Linked DNA regions of Mus musculus: region 2 is linked to region 1. A link is a contact called in public promoter capture Hi-C data. All regions are on one chromosome and are shown on one strand. The core of a region is the stretch at or near the end of the contact, and the rest is flanking DNA. Distances in the headings are between cores, read along the strand shown.

Region 1 (3,041 bases), core at 239-2,738:
AGCCAGACCAGGAACCCCATGGGTACACGGGCAGCGCCGCGGCCCACGGCGCGAGAAATACCAGGAGGCTTCCCCAGTGGCTCCTCTCGTGTGGCCGCCCGCTCATCAGCAAGGGCCGGAAGATCGGGGTAGTGGGTGGGTGGTCTGTGCTTTCCCAAAGGAAAGAATAAAGCAAAAGCGAGACAACGTCCCAGCCACGGTTCTCAGGTCCCGATGTCAGAGCTCCCTAGACTGCGTCCCCGCAACACTTATCCTTCTGCTGAAAGACCCGGGGCAGGGTCTCTGGAGAGATGTCCCGGGATGGGGGACAGCGGGCTCGGCTCTGTCCTGCACACACCCGCCTGAGAGGCAGTGGCGGGGGCAGGGGCGGAGGAGGCCCGGGGAGGGCGCGGAGGGGGGGGGGAAGAGGCTCCGGGCCGTGGGGGGAGGGGAGCAGCAGACGCCGAGGCGAGGGACGCGCAAGGCGGGCGGCGTCTCGGAGCAGCGGCCGGGCGGGGGGCTCTGGAGGCCAGGCAGGCCAGGGGGGGATCCCGAGAGCTCCATGAAGTCCCCCCGGGGCTGCGGACGGGGCGCTGGCTTGGGGAGGCTGTCGGGGGGGCCCCGACATTCATGGCAAGGCGGGGGCCGCGGCGGCGAGCTCGGAGTAAGTCGGGGCTTGGGGGATGGGGGTGGGGGGTCGGGCGCGCGGGGCGCGGGAGGCCGGAGTCGGGCAGGAGGGGACTCGGGGCCCGGCCAGGGCGGGCCCGGCTGCCCCGTCTCCGTGTCAGTCTGCGGCGCCTCCTCGGAGCCCTGTGGAGTCGCCAGCCCCGCTGCCGCTCAGTTCGGTGGCTTTTTTGGAAACTTGCAAATGTTTTCGTAGAGGAGGGGAGGGGGGAGCGAGGGAGTGACCGAAACCGAGCTTGGGGCCGTTGGAATAGCAGAGGCCAAAGCCGGGGAGCGCGGGGAGGGTGGGTGGTGGGTGGACGGTAGCAAAGGACCGACTGACAAGCAGACAGGCAGCCTCAGCGTCGGGGCAGCAGAAACGCCCGTGCCGCTCGGGCGCACGCAGCGCGGGTTCGGAAGATGGGAAATGGGGTGCAGGGGGTGAGCAACAAGGTCACGGGGGTCCAGACTGAGACGGGGAGCCGGCCACGATGCCGCGGGAGAGCCGGGAGCTGGCGGCAGAAACGCCGAAGGGCTCAGTGTGGTTGCAAAAGTCAGGATGGCATCCCCTAGTTGCACGCCCCGCGCAACTCAAAACGCGCCCCCTGCCCCGCCCCGACTCCCCTGTTGCCCACTGCCGCGGAGCTAAAAATAACAGCCTGGTCGCCCCCCGCAGACCGCGACCCCGACCCCTCCCCCGCCCCTCCCCCACTGGGCGTGGAGCGAAGCCACGGCTCCCAGTTCCCCCAAAGAGGGGGGAGAAAAAAGACAGAGAGAAAGAAAGAAAGAAAAGGCGGCGCGGGAGGGGAGCGGGGGGCGGGCCGGGGGCGGGGGGCCCAGCCATATGGATGTGATTTCTCCGCTCCGAGGCAGACAGGCCGCTCAGCAGCGCTCGGCGCCCGCCCGCCGCCCGCCCGGCCTCAGGCTGCCTCCCTCCCTCCGCCCTCCCTCTCTCCATTGCGCCGGTTCGTTCTCTCGCTCGCCCTCGGCGAATGGGCCCCGCGTCGGGCTCCGGGGCCTCCGGCCGCCCGGACGCCGGGGTCCCCTAGGCCGGGGCGTGGGCGGGGCGGCCCGGCCTGACGCAGCTCTGCACCCTCCAACCATCACCAGGGCCGGCGGCGGCTGCCCCGAGGGACGCGGCCCTAGGCGGTGGCGATGGGGACCGCCCGGATCGCACCCAGCCTGGCGCTCCTTCTCTGCTGCCCAGTGCTCAGCTCCGCATATGCGCTGGTAAGTCTCTCTCCGTCCACACTCCAACACAGGACTCCTGGAATTGCTTTGGGGTTCCTGGGACGAGTGTAGGCACAAATTCTTGGGCTCTCCTTATAGTCTGAACTTTGGGATGGGACCTCCGAGCCCCCACCCCCCCAGCCATGAACCAGGAACCCTGGTGTCTGCTCTGTTTGGGGTGTCTTACCGTAGGTTCCAGATGCCTGAAGTTTCCCCACTTCTGAAGACTTGGCTTGGGGTCCTGGGTCTGGAAACCTGTGGTTGGAGTTCCCCTACACCATGCTTCTGTGAGCATATGGCTCTGGTCGTATGTATCTTTTTCAGTGGTAACTGTGCGATTCAGCGGGTTCTGGGTGTGGAGTATCACACACTGCGCTGGGGGCGGGGGGAGCTCCGTTTTTGCAAGTTTTGTTTGCACCCGGTGCTCAAAGCTGTGTGCAAGAAGTCAGAAATCACTTAGACTTGAGGGTAGGATTTAGAGCCCTCCTCAGTTCTCTGGATCCTACAGATGCACAGATGTATGCATGAATGGGACCGCTTTACCCAAAGTGGAAATCGGTTTGCCCAGGGAGGTGGGTGTGGTACAGAGGTCTTCCAAAAGACACTGATCTCATAGCACACCTTGCAGAAGATATGTGCTGTGGGACATGAGTGTGCTGATCTTTGGGGGGTACTGTGCGTGGTCTGAGGGTGAATACCAAGAAACAGACTAGTGGAGAGGGCCAGACAGACAAAGAAAGGGGTTAGGATGAGAGCTCTGGACCCCAGCGGAAAGAGACTCAGAACAGAAGACAACTAGAAAGCTGGAACTCGACCTCATCTTGGGCTAGGGTCTGTTAGCCATTTCTCAGAGAGGGGAGATTTTCTGTCCTCTCATTCCCTTAGTGGTCCCATCCCAAGTGCCTAACCTATTCTTGAATCAGTTTTTGTGCCTGACTTTGAGGTCTTGTTGCCCCCCACCCCGTACTCCACCCCTGACCAAGGTCTAGAGAGACAGAGCAAGTAGCTTCCTTCATAGGACAGTCCGGAGGTGCTCCGGACACGGGGGAGAGAGCTATTTGCTGAACTTTCCTCAGTGACTTCTGTGTGTGTACACATATATGTGCATGTGTCTCACATTCGAGGACACAGGAGCTGTGGGGCTCCCCCAGCTCAGCCTACAGCTGTGT
Region 2 (3,041 bases), core at 233-2,732, 140 kb before region 1:
CACCCCCAGGAAATCACATCACCAGAGGAAAGGGCAGACATTAAACATGGATGGTAAAGGTGGCCCAGGAAGGCTACATCTGGAGTCTGATATAGAAGTCTCCCAGCTAGGAGCTAGAAGCGGTGTCGTGAGTAAAAGGCCAGACACGAGTGTTTGAGAGTATGAGCCAGCAAGAATATTCTCTCTAGCCCTGGGCCCAGCACCCATCCCATAGCCCTCTGGTCAACAACACGGCTTCCTCATACTCTCCCTCCTGCCAACTCTGGGGTCCTGAGTGGCAGGCTGTGCAAACGGTGAATTTGAGGCATGGAAAGTCCAGGAGGGTGTAGAGATACTATCTGTAGATCAGGTGCAGAGCTCAGACCCAGGCCCCTCACTCCCAGCCCTAACAGGCTCACGAGAACTAAGTGGCTCAGAGGTGCTGGGTGACTCACTGAGGTACACCCAGCATTCCTAGTAGGGCCCAGCCTCCCTTCTCACCCCGGGTAGACTTGGTTCAAAAGCTGCAGGGTGAGGCCAAAAAAGTTAAGCTGGGTGCACAGGTGACTCAGCTATTGTCCTTGTGGCCATCTAAACAGTAGCTAGACCTTTCCCTTGCATTCTTGGCCTCTGTCCACACCAGATCGCTCCCAAGCAGGGTCACTGGGGCCTTCCCTGCCCTCACCCAGTTCTGGCCCCTCAGGCCCCTTAAGCCGCACCCTAGCATGGCACTCACTCTGGTATTTCCTGATCTGGAGTGGCATGGACCTTATTTCTGCTTTTCCTGGACTATGCTAGAGGCCCATTAATCAACCTACATGCCCGGTGGGCAGTGGAGAAAGTGCTCCAGGCAAGTGCACAAAACTGTCACACGGGCCCTCCAGTCTTCAGCCCCTTCTCTGCCTCTCTTGCCCTACATGCCTCCCAGTCTCCGCATTAGCTTTTCCCGACTGCATTAGTCAGTTCCAAACTACTCTGCTCCAACATTCGGACATCCGTCTAGGCTCCTCCCAGGCAGGCAACACCACCTTTTCGGCTTCTCTGTCAGCCCTTCCGCCCTGACCAGCCAGGTCACCTGCTCCTGGCAGCCTCTCTCCCTCTGGGTGATAAACTCGCACCTGGGTTCTGGCCTGGACGCAGGGCACGGTGCTCGCGCTCCGCACTGCTGCTAGGGGTTGGACCCCGCGCTGCGTTTAAACCGGAGCCGGGCGGCCACGGGACCGGGAGGAGGAAGCTGAGACCGAAGATGGAGGGCTCGTGACCATGGCAGCGGGAGGAGGAGAGAGCCCCCACCCGCAGCTGAGCTCGTGGGGCAGCGGACCCCGCCCACCGACGCGCGCTCTTACCTGCGCTTTGCGCCGCGGTGCCCCGAGTGGCCGCGCAGCTCCGCGCCGGGCCGCCCTTCCTCTCCGCGCCCCGCCCCGAGGTGTTGTTCGCGCGGGGGCGTCTCCGAGGAGGCGGGGCTCGGCCTCGGAATGTCCCCAAGCCAACAACTCTCTCCCAGAGCCTCTCCCGCCAGACTGCGAAAGCTCCCCTTCGGTCGGTCCGCGAGCTCCCCAGGATCGCACCCTGGCTGTCTTTCGCCTTTTACCTCCCTCTCCAGATCCGAGGACGGCAGGCAGTGCCTGGGGCCACCCCGATTTCCTTACCCACCAACTCTGCCCAGGCTGTAGCTCTGAAATCTTGCCGACCCCCTTTGGGTCACTGGGCACCCCCCCCCCCTCACCCTCACACACCCGCGAAGGAGCCCTGGGTAGATTCGGGAAACTTGTTGCTTAGAGCAGTTGGCCATGATGATCCGAAGACCCTGAACTGGGCATGCTTTGGTAGCAGCTACTGCTGTGTGTAACCTTGAAGGAGGCCCCCTGCATTCATTCCGGGTACAGCCTGAAGCTGGCCAGTTTCCTGTGCCAAAGCCTTCGACCTTGGAAAGAGCAGCGCAGTTCCAAACCAAAGTCTTGGAAGGAGGAGGGACCATGGTTCAAACCTGTAACAAAGAGGCCTGCTGTCCAGCTGCCGGGCTCCCTTTTGGCCAGCAAGCAAGTCACCCCTCCACCTGCAGTGGCACCCGGCCTCTAGGAGCTGCTGACTAGCCTGGCTGAGTTGCTTCTAAGCCTTCCAAGCCTGAGTACAGAGAGAAGCCTGGGGAGGAGACAGCTGTGAAAGAGCAAGGATAGTCCACCTGCCCCCTACCCAAGTTTTGGACAGCCTCCATGCATTCTGCCAGAGAGAAAAGAGACTTCTAAGAGTTTCTCAGAAGGGGCCTGCCAACTTCAGCATCCCTGGCTCCCTTGGGGTGCTTTCTGGTGAGCATTTAAGTTCTGCCAATCTGCCCTACAGTGGCAGGCTCCAAGTTTGTTGCCCAAGAACCCTACCGCGGTTGCTGCTCTTGTTCACTTCCCTGCTCCAATCTTGGTCTCTCCATCGTCAAGAACCCTCCCGAGCCTCTTCTTCCCTCTCCACTCGGCCAAAACATCTCCTTCCTTCCAGCCTTTTCTTTCTTTCTTGTAAATACTTTTTTAAAAGATAAATGTATTACAGGTTCTTTTTTTTTTTTTTCATGTATGATGTGTATGTATATCCATGCAGGAGTGTGTGAGTGTGTGAGTGTGTGTGTGTGTGTGTGTGTGTGTGATGTTTGGCTGTGTCTCCTCTGGTGCTTTTTTTTTTTTTTGAGACAGCCTCTCATAGGCCTTCACCTAACCACATAGACTAGACTGAGTGCCCAGTGAGTACCTGACTGTCCCTGCCTCCCTGTAATGGGATTACAATTGTCTGCCACCACACCTTGCTTTTTCACATGGGTTTTGGGGATCATGCCTACATGCAAGTACTGAACTGAGGTGACACCTCAACCCCAGCTTTGCTGCTTTCAATACTCTCCTGTGTACCCCGCTCCCACCTCCCCTACCCCCGAGGATGCACCATCCCCCAGATACCTACTTCTCTAACCCCTGCCCTCTGCCTGCCTGGGAGGAAGAAAGGGGCATCCCAGCTTCCTTCATGAGATGCGACGACTTTCTCATCCACTCAGCCTTCTCACATGCATCCCCACTCCTTGT

What was found. Capture Hi-C pulls out chosen DNA fragments and counts their contacts.
Region 2: a contact with region 1 is called in a promoter capture Hi-C map of adipose tissue. The contact joins the promoter of Tmie here to the promoter of Pth1r in region 1. A contact is called at or near these places in 22 of 39 promoter capture datasets (the 3T3-L1 cell line, the C10 cell line, the HPC-7 cell line and 12 more), 1 of 15 datasets of contacts at CTCF or cohesin (hippocampal excitatory neurons), 31 of 484 Hi-C or Micro-C datasets (the AML12 cell line, CD4 T cells, CD8 T cells and 15 more), 17 of 115 datasets of contacts at active chromatin or transcription factors (PVALB interneurons, Th17 cells, astrocytes and 12 more) and 5 of 9 other capture datasets (adipose tissue, embryonic stem cells, liver and 2 more).

What each region holds. Positions count from the first base shown.
Region 1 is chr9:110,741,057-110,744,097 of GRCm38.p6, reverse strand. Pth1r (parathyroid hormone 1 receptor) reads left to right here and starts at 1,488. Exons shown (of 14, transcript NM_001083936.1): 1 at 1,488-1,872. The coding sequence starts at 1,798. It overlaps Gm35775 (a long non-coding RNA gene), which reads left to right and starts at 2,296. Exons shown (of 2, transcript XR_379891.3): 1 at 2,296-3,041.
Region 2 is chr9:110,878,514-110,881,554 of GRCm38.p6, reverse strand. Tmie (transmembrane inner ear) reads left to right here and starts at 1,482. Exons shown (of 6, transcript NM_146260.3): 1 at 1,482-2,285. Als2cl (ALS2 C-terminal like) reads right to left here and starts at 1,381. Exons shown (of 27, transcript NM_001146059.1): 1 at 1,326-1,381.